Linked DNA regions of Mus musculus: regions 1 and 3 are each linked to region 2. The links are chromatin contacts, called in public HiChIP or PLAC-seq maps. All regions are on one chromosome and are shown on one strand. The core of a region is the stretch at or near the end of the contact, and the rest is flanking DNA. Distances in the headings are between cores, read along the strand shown. Region 1 has its middle 63 kb from the start of D730003K21Rik. Region 2 has its middle 27 kb from the start of Gm31559. Region 3 has its middle 55 kb from the start of Gm4668.

Region 1 (3,761 bases), core at 336-2,835, 100 kb before region 2:
CCACCCTCTCTGCTACCCCAGCCCCCTACTACCTCACATCATGCACTGTACCATGTCTTATACCATCCCACATCCTCCACTCACTGACCCCTCTACTGTCACAGCTCCCTGTTAGACGATCTCTCCTAGCCTCCCATGTCACCCACTGTCTACTTCCAGCTAGTCTCTCCCCACACCCCCATTTCACAGATGAGAAACTACGGCTCAGGAAAGGTAGCCAAGTTTATCCAAATTTAAGCGTTGAGGCTAGAAATCTAACCTGTGCTAAGCCCAAACTGGAGCCAGTTCACTTGTGCCAAAGTAATAGAAAAATGTGGGCAGATGACTGGACAGGAGCAGCAGCAACAGCAACAGCAGCAGCAGCAGTAGCAGGCAAACCTCCTGAGTTTAAAGCAGAATGTGGTGGCGTGGTCCTGTAAGCTCAGCCTTGGGAGGAAGAGGCAAGAGAATCAGGATGCAAGAGTCGTCTGTCCATAAGTCCAGGCCACTGTGGGCTATGTGAGATGCTGGGGAGGGAGAGAGAGAGAGAGGGAAGAAAGGGGGGGATACAGGAAGGGAGGGAAGGAAAGAGGGAGAGACAGAGAGAGGGAGACAGAGAAAGAAAGCAGAGAGCAGGAAGGAAAAGGGAAAGAAAATGGAAAGGGAAGCCACCACCCAGCTCTGGGTTATCTTGGGCTACAGAGCAGTCTCCATCTCAGACAGAAGGAAAAAAGTACAAGAAAAACAGTTAAGTGAAGCAAACCCATCTACAGGAGAGTCGGTTTCACCTGTACGGGTCATTTACTTTTAAAGTTTATTTTGTGCCCTGAACAAATCACTCCACTTTCTAATTTTTCCTTATCTTGTTTTTAGCTCCTTTTAAAACATCATCATTAGTTTTTTCATAATAATAATAACAACATCATAGTTATTATTATTATCACTATCATCATTATTATTATTTAATACAGTTTCACTACATAGCCTTGGCCACCCTGAAACTTACTATGCAGATCTGTAGATCAGGATGGCCTCAAACTCACAGAGATCTGCCCACCTGCGCCAAGTTTTCCTTACATGTTTCAGGCTAACCTGGAACTGATCACTGTATAGCCCAGGCTATCCTCAAACTCACAGCAATTCTCATATCTCATCCTCTCTGATTCTGGGATGGCAGGCAAGCACCACCATGGCCTGATTTCTTCTTTTTCCTTTCTCTGTAGTAACTCTGCTACTGTAGGGGTCTCTCAACCTTCAACATCACACCAGATAACACAGCAATCAGGTGCCTCATATAAAGGTAGAATGATGTTTTTCTTCTCCAGTGACAGCACCACATGGCTTCCCCGCTCAGAGGATACTGCTCTGCTGAGCTTCCCCACGCTCCATCTGACCTTTGTATCTTCTTGTGTGGTTTATGGATCTTTTTGGCTAATACCTTCTCTGGAGAATAAATGCATGTAGCATCCATATGCACTGGGGTGTATGTGGTGGGTGGGGAGTGTAACGCCCACACATACTGCCTGCAGGGTGTAGACCTGTGAAACGTATCTCATTCTCAGATCCACCCAGGTTACCTGATTGCTCATAAAGCCCTGATACCAGAGCAGGAGAAACCCACAGCCGTCCGCCTCTGAGACTTTTGTGGTTTGAGCTGAGTTGAGCTCAGTGTCTCCTTTGAGTCTCGTAAGAAACATCTTATAAACTTTTAAATTATGCTCCAGGGAGCCCAGCACAGGCGGGGGCTGCTAGAGAGCTGCTCAGATTTGCGAAGCCTGAGGGGTACAGAGGATGGGGCCCTTTCTGATAACCAGTAGTGGCTAAAGCCAGGAATAGAAGTTGAGTCAGAAAACAAGCTCTGAGTTCTCTCTCTGGCCTTGGGTGGAGATGAGATTTGCTAAAGTGCAGAAAAGATTATAAGACTCCTAATAGGATAAAAACTTCCAGGTAAAAAACCAGCTATACCACTATTCCTGCTTAAAGATATAGATGGGCCTGTCAATCACCTGTTCGGAAAGATCTCTCTCAGGAAGTTTTCTGTCTGAGAGACTTTAAGAGATAATACATTGCCAACCTATCACAATGTAGGTTTGCTCAATGATCTCTTGGGTTCCTGGCCACTCTTCCCTTTGAGTGGGCTTCTCCCTGCCTGCTGGCTGCTCTCATCCCTTCACGCTAATCCACCTTACTCTATGATACACCCTATCTTCTGCATTAATCTCCATGTCTCCTTTGAATTCTTCCTGTGGAGCTCATGGAGTAGAGGGGGGGCAGAGTGGGAGGTCTTAAGGAGGATTCCAGTAAAAGGCAGCGGTGTTTTCAGATATTAGGGTTCATGGGAACCACCTATGAGAGAAAGTTCCTAGAAAGCATGGCAGCATGGCCTTCTAGAATCTTCTAGAGAGCTGATTAACTGATCGGAACATCGATGACCCTGGAGAGGTTTAAAAGTTGAAAGTCCAGAGCTTTATGACAATTTATCATGGGCTATCTCTAGCTATCTCAACAGCCACTCCCTGCCCATCTCTATTTCTGACCTAGCATTCTCTTTTGGAATGTGTGGACTGACCACCAGTTTCTTTTCACCAACCCCAGGCTGAGGGCATCATCGGATAGAGTCTGAGGCCTACGGTAGGAATTCCTCCACGTTACTGTCATTGCCAACCTGATGCCGCCACTGATGTATGTGAGCTGTAAAGTGTTTAAGACAGCACAAAGAACGAGAAAGCCTTTTCCTCCTGGAACATCCGGAGAGTAGGAAGGTCAGCAGCAGAGAGGGTGTTTTCTCTGTCTCTCTGAACAAGCAGACATTCATCACAGCATCTGGCTTCTGAGTCTTCATTTGGTAAATCAAACATTTGGTATTTCGGTTTTTAAAAAATCCCACCCCACCCCCCTTTTCTCTGCCCTCATGGCTCTCCTCCTGTCTGTCTGCCTGTCTACATGTCCACACGACTGCCACCACCCCTTCCTATGTCCTCACTCCTTTCCCTTCCCCCAATAAACCTCTTTCACACCAGGTCTTTTGCATGGCATAATTACTTATGGGCACACCTTGGCATGGGCCTGCCATGGTACCCCCTTACCACATTATATTTTATAACATTGATGCCTCAGGAAGGCTGGTTCACCTTAAGCCATGATGAAGAGATTGGAGGAATACTTATCACTTAATGAGATAGTTTATTTTTACTTCCTGGAAAGCTTTCCCTCTGTGCAGTGATTTGCAAAATTGCTGCTATGCAGTTAAATTAAGACTGCCTCCTCCTCCTCCTCCTCCTCCCTCCTCCTTCATCATCTTCTTCTTCCTCCTCCTCCTCCTTCTTCTCCCTTACCTTCCTTCTCCTTCTCCTTCTTTCTCCTTCTTCTTCTTCTCCTCCTCCTTCTTCTTTTTCTTCTTCTTCTTTCCTCTTTTCCCTCCTCCTCTTTTCCCTCCTCCTCTTTCTCCTCCTTCTCCTCTTCTTCGTTCTTCTTTCTCTTCTTCAGTAGGACCCAAAACAACATGTTTCCCCCTTTTTTTCTTTTATTCTTTTTTCAGATACATGGAATTTCTTGAACATTCTGGGTTCTCTCACTCTTCTCTGAAGTTATTCCTCCCCCTACTCTCCCCACCTAATTGGTGAGGCTGCTCACAAATGGCATGGTTTTTCTTTCTTCCTCTTCTCCATCTTCCTCCTTAGAGTAGCTGCCAAGGTTTGCAACTTCCATGTCCTGGGATTTTTTTTTTCTTTCAAATTCTAATAAAATTGTCCTTGGGCCTTATTCTTAGTCCATTCTTAAAT
Region 2 (3,639 bases), core at 836-3,335:
GTCTAGACTACGAGAACTCTAGGTTCAGAAAGAGCTCGTGCCTCAATACATGAGGTGGAGTCTCATCAAGGAAAACACCCAGTGTCAACCTCTGACTTCATATATATAACACTTTCATATATATGCATGCAAACACAAACATACAAACACATCACACATATATGCACCACACACGCACACGCACACGCACACGCATGCGCACAAGCAAAGAAAACTTGATTAAAGGGGATGGGGGGGGGAGAGAGGCTAGAAAGATGACTCAGCAGTTAGGGGAACCTGCTGCTCTTGCAAAAAAAAAAAAAAAAACCCACCAAGGTTGGCTTCCTAGCATCCACGTGGTCTCTCATAGTCACCCGTAACTTTAGCTTCAGGAGATCCCACACCCTCTGCTAAGGACACCAGGTGTGTACAGTGTACACACATATAACTAGTCAAAATACCCATACACATTTTAAAAAACAATCTAAGAGAATATGGTGCCAAGAATTACAGATTTCCCTATGTGCATGCTGCAGAGCTGTGTGTGTGCATGCATCTGTGTATGTATGTATGTATGTATGTATGTATGTATGTGTGTGTGTGAGCATGTGTGCTTGTGTGTACATGCGTGTATGTGCTGCAGAGCTGTGTGTGTGTGTGCACGTGCACATGTGTATGTGTGAGCATGTGTGCATGTGTATACACGCATGTGTGTGCTGCAGAGCTTTATGAAGATCAGAAGACAACTTGCAGAAGGCTGTTCTCTTACCACGTGAGTCCCAGAAGTGGTGCGCCAGTTGACAGGCTTGGTGGTGTTCGGGTTCCCTCAAACCTTGACCTTTTACACTTTGAAAATCTTCTTTCCCATGAAATCCCAGGATCCTCCACAGAAAGCTCACTCCTCCCCTTCCCATCAGCCTTCCCATGTCTGCCAGTGCCTGCAAATCTCAGTGCTAGTCAATAGCTATGATTCACAGTGCTGCCAAGCACAAGGGCATTTATCAGTCTGCAGAGTTAATCAGTGCTATTCGATCCTTCGCTTAGGGAGCAAAGTTAGAGTTAGAAAACCTAGAGGGAACCAGGAGGTCTCAGGAGCAGCTGGATCTAGAAACAAACGGAGGTGAGCACAGGAGTTCAGGCTCCTGGTGCTCTGCGCTTTCTCGGGAGCTGCCTTATTTCAGAGAGCATCTTCCTGACATGCAGGCACAGATGGGCTCCTGGCTCAGAGAGCGCGAGGCTGCAGGGGGTAGGCAGTGAGAGCTGCGGAATATTAATTGGATAAGGACACGTAGAATCAATACTGATATAAGAAAGTAAATAGAACTTTGATTTATGCAATTATTATTTTTTCAGAATCTATTTGCAGCCTAATTGCCTGTGACACTAAGGCTGGAATACAAAGTACCAGCCCCACATCTGTGACCTTTGCATTGAGTGCTGTTGTCGTCACTGTTGTCTTCCTCTCCTCCTTCTCCTTCTTCTTCTCTCTCTCCCCGCTTCTCCCTATCCCTTGTATGTGTAATAAACTTTCTCATTCTGTGTAAAAATTCTCCCAACACCATGTGTGCCCTGTAACCCAGCTCAGACGGTCAGGTTTGGCAGCAAGTGGTTTACCCTTTGAGCTATCTCCCTACTTTTGATGACTCTAGTTTGAGCTGTACATCTGGCTCACCCCACTGGGAATCAGCATGTAAGAGGGGCAGCCATCAGAGTCCCTTGTCTTTGTGTGTCCTGACTTGATCAGCTCATTGGCTGACTACATGTAAAATGGAGTCAAGTGTTTATGCTCTGTGTTATTGGGGACATGGTACAATGTACTTGTATTCCTGATAAAGTGCCAAACTACAGCTGAGTTGAAATGACTACTCCTTCTTCCTCCCTCTCTCCCCCTTCTTTCTTCTTTCCGTCCCTTGTTCATAACCTCTCTTTCCCTTCCTTCCTCTGGGTGACTTTTCTTTGATTCTATGTCCCTCAGACATCCTCACTGGCTCCGCATCCTTCCCAGTTCCCATTTTTGAACTATGCCCGCTTTGAGTGTCTGCAGAGTGGCTTCTGCAGTCGCTGTTCTAGGGGCTGTCCGGAGCTTTCCTTCGTGCAAACCACAGCAGCTGCAGTTGGTGACGCAGACACACAGGAAGCCACGCTGCCACTTCCTCTGCTCCCTTTCCTCTTTGTCTCCATTCTCTGACGATTCTTGCAACTTTTTTACAGGAAATGCAACCAGGAAAACAGACTGAATATAAAAAAGTATTTCCAGCAAAAGGTCTCACCTCCAAAAACCATAAAGTTTGAGGCGGCCTTAGAGACCATGTTAGCAAGCCAATTAGTTTGAAACTGAAGGAGAAAGAATGTGAAAGAAGAAAAATAATCTCAGTTGGTATTTCCTCTGTATCTTCCTTCAATTCATTGTTACCTTTTTTTTTTTTTTTTTCTTTTTAGCTTTTTGAGACAGGGTTTCTCTGTATAGCCCTAGCTGTCCTGGAACTCACTTTGTAGACCAGGCTGGCCTCCAACTCAGAAATCTGCCTGCCTCTGCCTCCCAAGTGCTGGGTTTAAGGGCGTGCACCACCACCGCCCGGCCATTGTTACCTTTTGATGTAAATACTGTTACTCAGTATGGGAGGTTCGGAGACCGAGGGCCAGCGATGTCATCATCCTGTGCCATGTGCCAGTGCTCACTCAGAAGCCATGCTCGACCTACTGCTACAGTGAGGTTTCTTTCCTTGTAATAAGAGAGCTGGGTAGAGGCAACCCAGCACTCCCACTAGAGAAGGCTTCTGAGGAAGAGCTTTAGGAATTGGAATGAAATCTGAGATTGCATGGAGGAGTTAACTCCCAGGTAATAGGCTGGATTCTCCTTTACGCAGGCTTTCCTCTTTAATGGTCTGATTTGGTGAAATGAACTCCACATATGATTAAGGAACACTACTTTGTCTACCTTCCTCTTCAAAATACAAAACAGAGACGAAACCTTTTGCAAGGGGCCCAGTGAGATGCTGGCAACCAGGACAATGCAAGATGCCTTCTAATGGAAAAATGGGAAAGCCCTTCTGCATTCTGAGGTGTGTGTTACTTCTCATGGTTATGTCTCTGTTTCTCTTTCTTCCTTTCTTCCTTTCTTCCTTTCTTCCTTTCTTCCTTTCTTCCTTCCTTTCTTTCTTTCTTTCTTTCTTTCTTTCTTTCTTTCTTTCTTTCTTTCTTTCTTTCTTTCTTCCTTCCTTCCTTCCTTCCTTCCTTCCTTCCTTCCTTCCTTCCTTCCTTCCTTTCTTTCTTTCTTTCTTTCTTTCTTTCTTTCTTTCTTTCTTTCTTTCTTTCTTTCTTTCTCTTTCTTATTTCCTTATGAGGGAAGCGTGTCACATGTTCCAGGCCAGGGAGCAGGAAGCTGCCCACCTTCTCAGGTGTGTACCCTGAGTTTCTGGGGACTTGGACCTGCTCTACCTACCAAGCTTCCTGGCATGGTCCACCATCCCACACTCTCTCCTCTCCTCCTCCTCCATTCCCTCCTCCCTGTCCTCTCTCTCCTCCTTCCTTCTCTCCTCCCTGTCCTCTCTTCTCTACTACTTCCTTCTCCCTGTCCTCTCTCCTCTCCTCCTCATCCATTCCCTTCTCCCTGTCCTTTCTCCCACTTCCTCCTCTCCGGCTCCTCCCATCCCTTTGAAA
Region 3 (3,761 bases), core at 789-3,288, 120 kb before region 2:
CTTGAACTGCTCTTCCTGCTTCTACCCACCTGAGTGCTGGGATTACAGTGTAGGGCGATGGAATACAGGCTCCATACACACTAGCCTTGCGGTATGACACACACCCCTGGTGCACACACAGTGTGGCTAGGTACGATGAAGCTCTCAGACATAGGTTTTAGCTTGCTGCAGCTACTTGGCAATGCTTTGACATGAGACTCTTGGTAGGAATGTTAAGGACAGCCTCTTGGTGCCATTCTCCTGCTTTGCCTGTGGTTAGGAATGTGGTTGGTCTCAAATCCTGAGAATTAGACTATTTCACAAAGCTCCTTGGAAATGAAGGGGAGTCAGGTGGAGGTAGAATGTGAAGGCTGCTAGACGTTCCCAGAACCTTCCCAGAAAGAGCTCATGCCTTCGGAATGTGCAGCTGATGAAGGTCAGAGGGAACAGTTCACAGACACCAGAGGGCTGTAGCCTCACCCCTGTCTCTGTATGTTTCTTTCCACAGCTGTCTCATATACCACTGCTCACAGCTCAGACTTGATCTCCAGACACACCCATCTGGAGTAGGTGGGTAAGTGGGTCAGCTTGACCCAGAAGTGGCTAGTTTATGTCCTTACTCCCTGGCTGGCTAGTTTTCAGTTTTTGTCAACTTGACACAAATCTAGACTTATCTGGGAAGAGGAAACTTCACTTGAGGAGCGACCTCCATCAGGCTGCAGGCAAGCCTTGTGGGTTGTTTTCTTGATTAATGGTGGATGTGGGAGGGCCCAGCCCACTGTGGGTGGGGCCACTCTGAGTGGGTGGTCCTGGGTGGTATAAGAAAGCAGGATGAACAAACCATGAGGACCAAACCACACCCCTCCATGGCTTTTCCTTCAGTTTCTGCCTTGAGTTTGTGCTCTGACAACCCTTCTTGATGGACAATGGGCATAAGGCAAAAAAGAAATACTCCCCTTCTCTAAGCTGTTTTCAGCCATTGTGCTTACTGCAGCAATAAGAACCTAACTAGGACACTCCCTCCATCCCCACCTGGAGCATCCTTAGAGTAATGATTGACCAGTGTAGGTCTTGAATTGAAAAGTCTTGCTTCAATCACCTTACTGCAGGTCAGACTTGGATGTATGATTGCCTTTCTAAGTCTCTGAGCTGTCTTGTACATCCTAGGCCTGTCTGCCTAGGGACAGTGCCACCCACAGTGGGCTGGGATTTCCTACATCAATTAGCAATCAGGCCAATCCCCCACAAACATGCCCACAGGCCAGTCTGATCTAGGTATCTCCTCAGTTGCAGCTTCCTTCTCAGATGACCCTTGGTCATATCAAGTTGAAAATTAGCCCTGGCTAGGACACGTATGTGTATAAAGACGCCCATCTCAGACTCTACCTTGAAGGAGCCCAACCAGAAACAGGACTAATTTTCCCCTCCTGCCATGTGAGTCCCGGGGATTGGAATCATGTTCTTAGACTTTGCCTTAGCAGCTTGTGCTTCTGCCTGCTGAGCCATCTTCCCACTCCCCGACCCCACCCGAAGACTTTAGCATCTCTAGTCATCCTCTCAGTATTCCCTCAGTATCTTACATTGTCCTAAGTTCAGAAGGAACAGCTAGAATAGGCAGCCTCTAAAGCTTGGCCCTCCTGGAGCAGGTGATACAGTACAGGAGACCGAGAAGTCAAAGCCCAAAGCCTTTGAGGTGAGATCAAAGGGTCAGAGAGTTTTGGGAGGAAACCGAGGCTCCTCAGGAATGGAGTCTTTCAGCCTGCGTGGTGGTGAAAACAAAGAGACTTCTCTAGAACTCCACAAAGAAGCCAGAACTTGAAGGTCATTGGGAGAAGATGGAGGAAAGATGGGGTGGGAGACAGAAGGGTAAAGAGAGGAAAGGAGACAGAGAAGTGTGTGTGTGTGTAGGGGGGTGACTTTTGCACCAGGAATAAATAATGCCTATTCGAGACTGGGACTCACCAGAGAGCAGCAGGGGATTTCTCCCAAAGCCACAGGAAGTCAAGAACTAGCTGAGTGCAGAGGCAGGGGACGGCTAGCCAGATGAACAGATCATTCTGAAAGTCAAGTTTAGGAACTTGGGTTTTACCCTCTGAGCAGTGTAAGTGCCTAGCCTGAGCAGTGTGTGCATTTCAGAAAGGTCCACTTTGCTTTCTCATGGAGAGAAGTGCGGAGGTAGAAAAGTAAGTTAGAAGGTTCTTTGGATAAGCAGGGGTGTCTTAGTGTGGAGAGAGAGCTAGTGCCTGGCCAGAATCAACGGCACAGAGATCTTAGGCATTCTGGTGTTGGGGGAGTTTGCAATGAGGGCTTGTTCCGAGAGTCATGTCTCTTTTACATCCTTTTGCTTCTGTCTCTTGAGGGCTAGGGTTATAGAAATCCTACCTGGCTAAGATATAGTGATCTTTTAGAAGGTTAGATAGCCAGGTTTGGGTGATTTGCTGATGGAAAAGAGAGGGAGAAGGGATGGGCACTGCAGAGTCCAGGGACCCTGAGGCTCTCAGCCAGATGGTGAGACCACTCACTAGTGTGGAAACTCCAGAGCAGGTTTCACTTCAGAAGAAACACTGTGAGGCTTCTGGGTTCCTGGAATATTCCAAAGGGAAATTATACGTATGCTGCTTGAACACTAAGAGAGAATTGGCGGGAACTGAGCTCTCAGCAGATCTTCCAGAACAGCCTGGGCTAAGTCTTTACAGGGAACGTGCTGGAGGTGGATATTATCATATTAAAAGGTAGGACTTGCTGAATGTTTCCAGTTTTCCATCTATCTGCTAAGAATTTCCTATCTCTTAAGCCTCCAGTAGTCCAGTGCCAACTTAATTGATTCTGTAATGAGCTCAGAGCTTACTGCTGGATGTGTCCATGGCGTCACTTCCAGGAAGGACTCATCAAAGAGACAAGGCATGACCTGGCAGTGAAAGATCTAGAGTCCTGGGAGATGAGCAGGGCTGCCCACCTGTCTTCAGTCCTCCATTCTAGTGCCACTGTTCCCTGATACTGGAGTCCAGCTTCTCCAGCCTTCCAATGTGGACTGGAGACCAGTGGCTCAAGGAATCCCTCAAACCTCCAATCATGTTGGGACCCCCGAGGCATCAAGCTTCCTTGACCGGGAAACCTTCCAGTTCTCAGCCTTCCTGGCACACAAATGGCCAGTGTGACGCTCCTCTCCTGCAGGCCAGTCGGTTATCTATTCAGTCTCCTGGTTCAGTTCTTCTGGAGGACAAGGCAGGACCTAACTTCCCCTCCCTGCAAGATGGCTCATCAGGGAAAGGTACTGGTGAAATCTATGGCTTAAATTCAGTTCCTCGGATGCATATGGTGAAAGGAAAGAACTGATTCCTGAAAGTTGCCCCCTAACCTCCATGTTTGTGTGTTGCACACACACACATACTGACATACAATAAATCGTTAAGTTCCTCTTATGGTAGAGATAAGGAATGCATGGGCAGAGGCTAAGTAGCTTGCTGAGTTGACACAGTCAGGAAGGGGTGGGACTTGGGTCCTCTGTCATTCTTGGCTCTCAGCCACCTGTATTCCCAGAATACAGACTCTGAAACACCTCTGCTTCCAAAACCTCCTAAGTCTCATGGCACGAGTCACCACCATAGGTTCACTGTACGTAGGGCAATCTCGGTGCAATCTAATTCTTTAAAAGTTATGGAGGGGCAGGAAGGAGACACAGGTCATCAGCATCTGCTGCTCTTGCAGAAGACCTAGGGTTCAGTTTCCAGCTCCCAGGGAACTGCCTATAAGTACAGCTCCAGTCCTGATCCACTCCTCTG

The links. HiChIP or PLAC-seq counts read pairs in DNA pulled down with a chosen protein or histone mark.
Region 1: a contact with region 2 is called in a BATF HiChIP or PLAC-seq map of CD8 T cells, with 9 read pairs. The contact joins two enhancer-like sites. A contact is called at or near these places in 2 of 15 datasets of contacts at CTCF or cohesin (CD8 T cells and the NIH/3T3 cell line), 1 of 484 Hi-C or Micro-C datasets (regulatory T cells) and 2 of 115 datasets of contacts at active chromatin or transcription factors (CD8 T cells and regulatory T cell precursor).
Region 3: a contact with region 2 is called in a CTCF HiChIP or PLAC-seq map of CD8 T cells, with 6 read pairs. The contact joins two enhancer-like sites. A contact is called at or near these places in 1 of 15 datasets of contacts at CTCF or cohesin (CD8 T cells), 4 of 484 Hi-C or Micro-C datasets (Th1 cells, embryonic fibroblasts, germinal center B cells and 1 more) and 4 of 115 datasets of contacts at active chromatin or transcription factors (double positive thymocytes, memory CD8 T cells, microglia and 1 more).

The regions. Positions count from the first base shown.
Region 1 is chr9:116,262,441-116,266,201 of GRCm38.p6, forward strand. No RefSeq gene overlaps it. Among named protein-coding and RNA genes, the nearest start is that of D730003K21Rik, 63 kb to the right of the region's middle. Within about 2 kb of position 1,586, at least 18 of the 459 cell types and tissues checked have an H3K27ac peak or open chromatin away from gene starts, as enhancers often do. A contact at or near this core is called in CD8 T cells, regulatory T cells and regulatory T cell precursor, where this site is marked.
Region 2 is chr9:116,364,291-116,367,929 of GRCm38.p6, forward strand. No RefSeq gene overlaps it. Among named protein-coding and RNA genes, the nearest start is that of Gm31559, 27 kb to the right of the region's middle. Within about 2 kb of position 2,086, at least 116 of the 459 cell types and tissues checked have an H3K27ac peak or open chromatin away from gene starts, as enhancers often do. A contact at or near this core is called in CD8 T cells, Th1 cells, memory CD8 T cells and 3 more, where this site is marked.
Region 3 is chr9:116,241,888-116,245,648 of GRCm38.p6, forward strand. No RefSeq gene overlaps it. Among named protein-coding and RNA genes, the nearest start is that of Gm4668, 55 kb to the left of the region's middle. RefSeq lists an enhancer at 178-1,337. Within about 2 kb of position 2,039, at least 45 of the 459 cell types and tissues checked have an H3K27ac peak or open chromatin away from gene starts, as enhancers often do. A contact at or near this core is called in CD8 T cells, Th1 cells, memory CD8 T cells and 2 more, where this site is marked.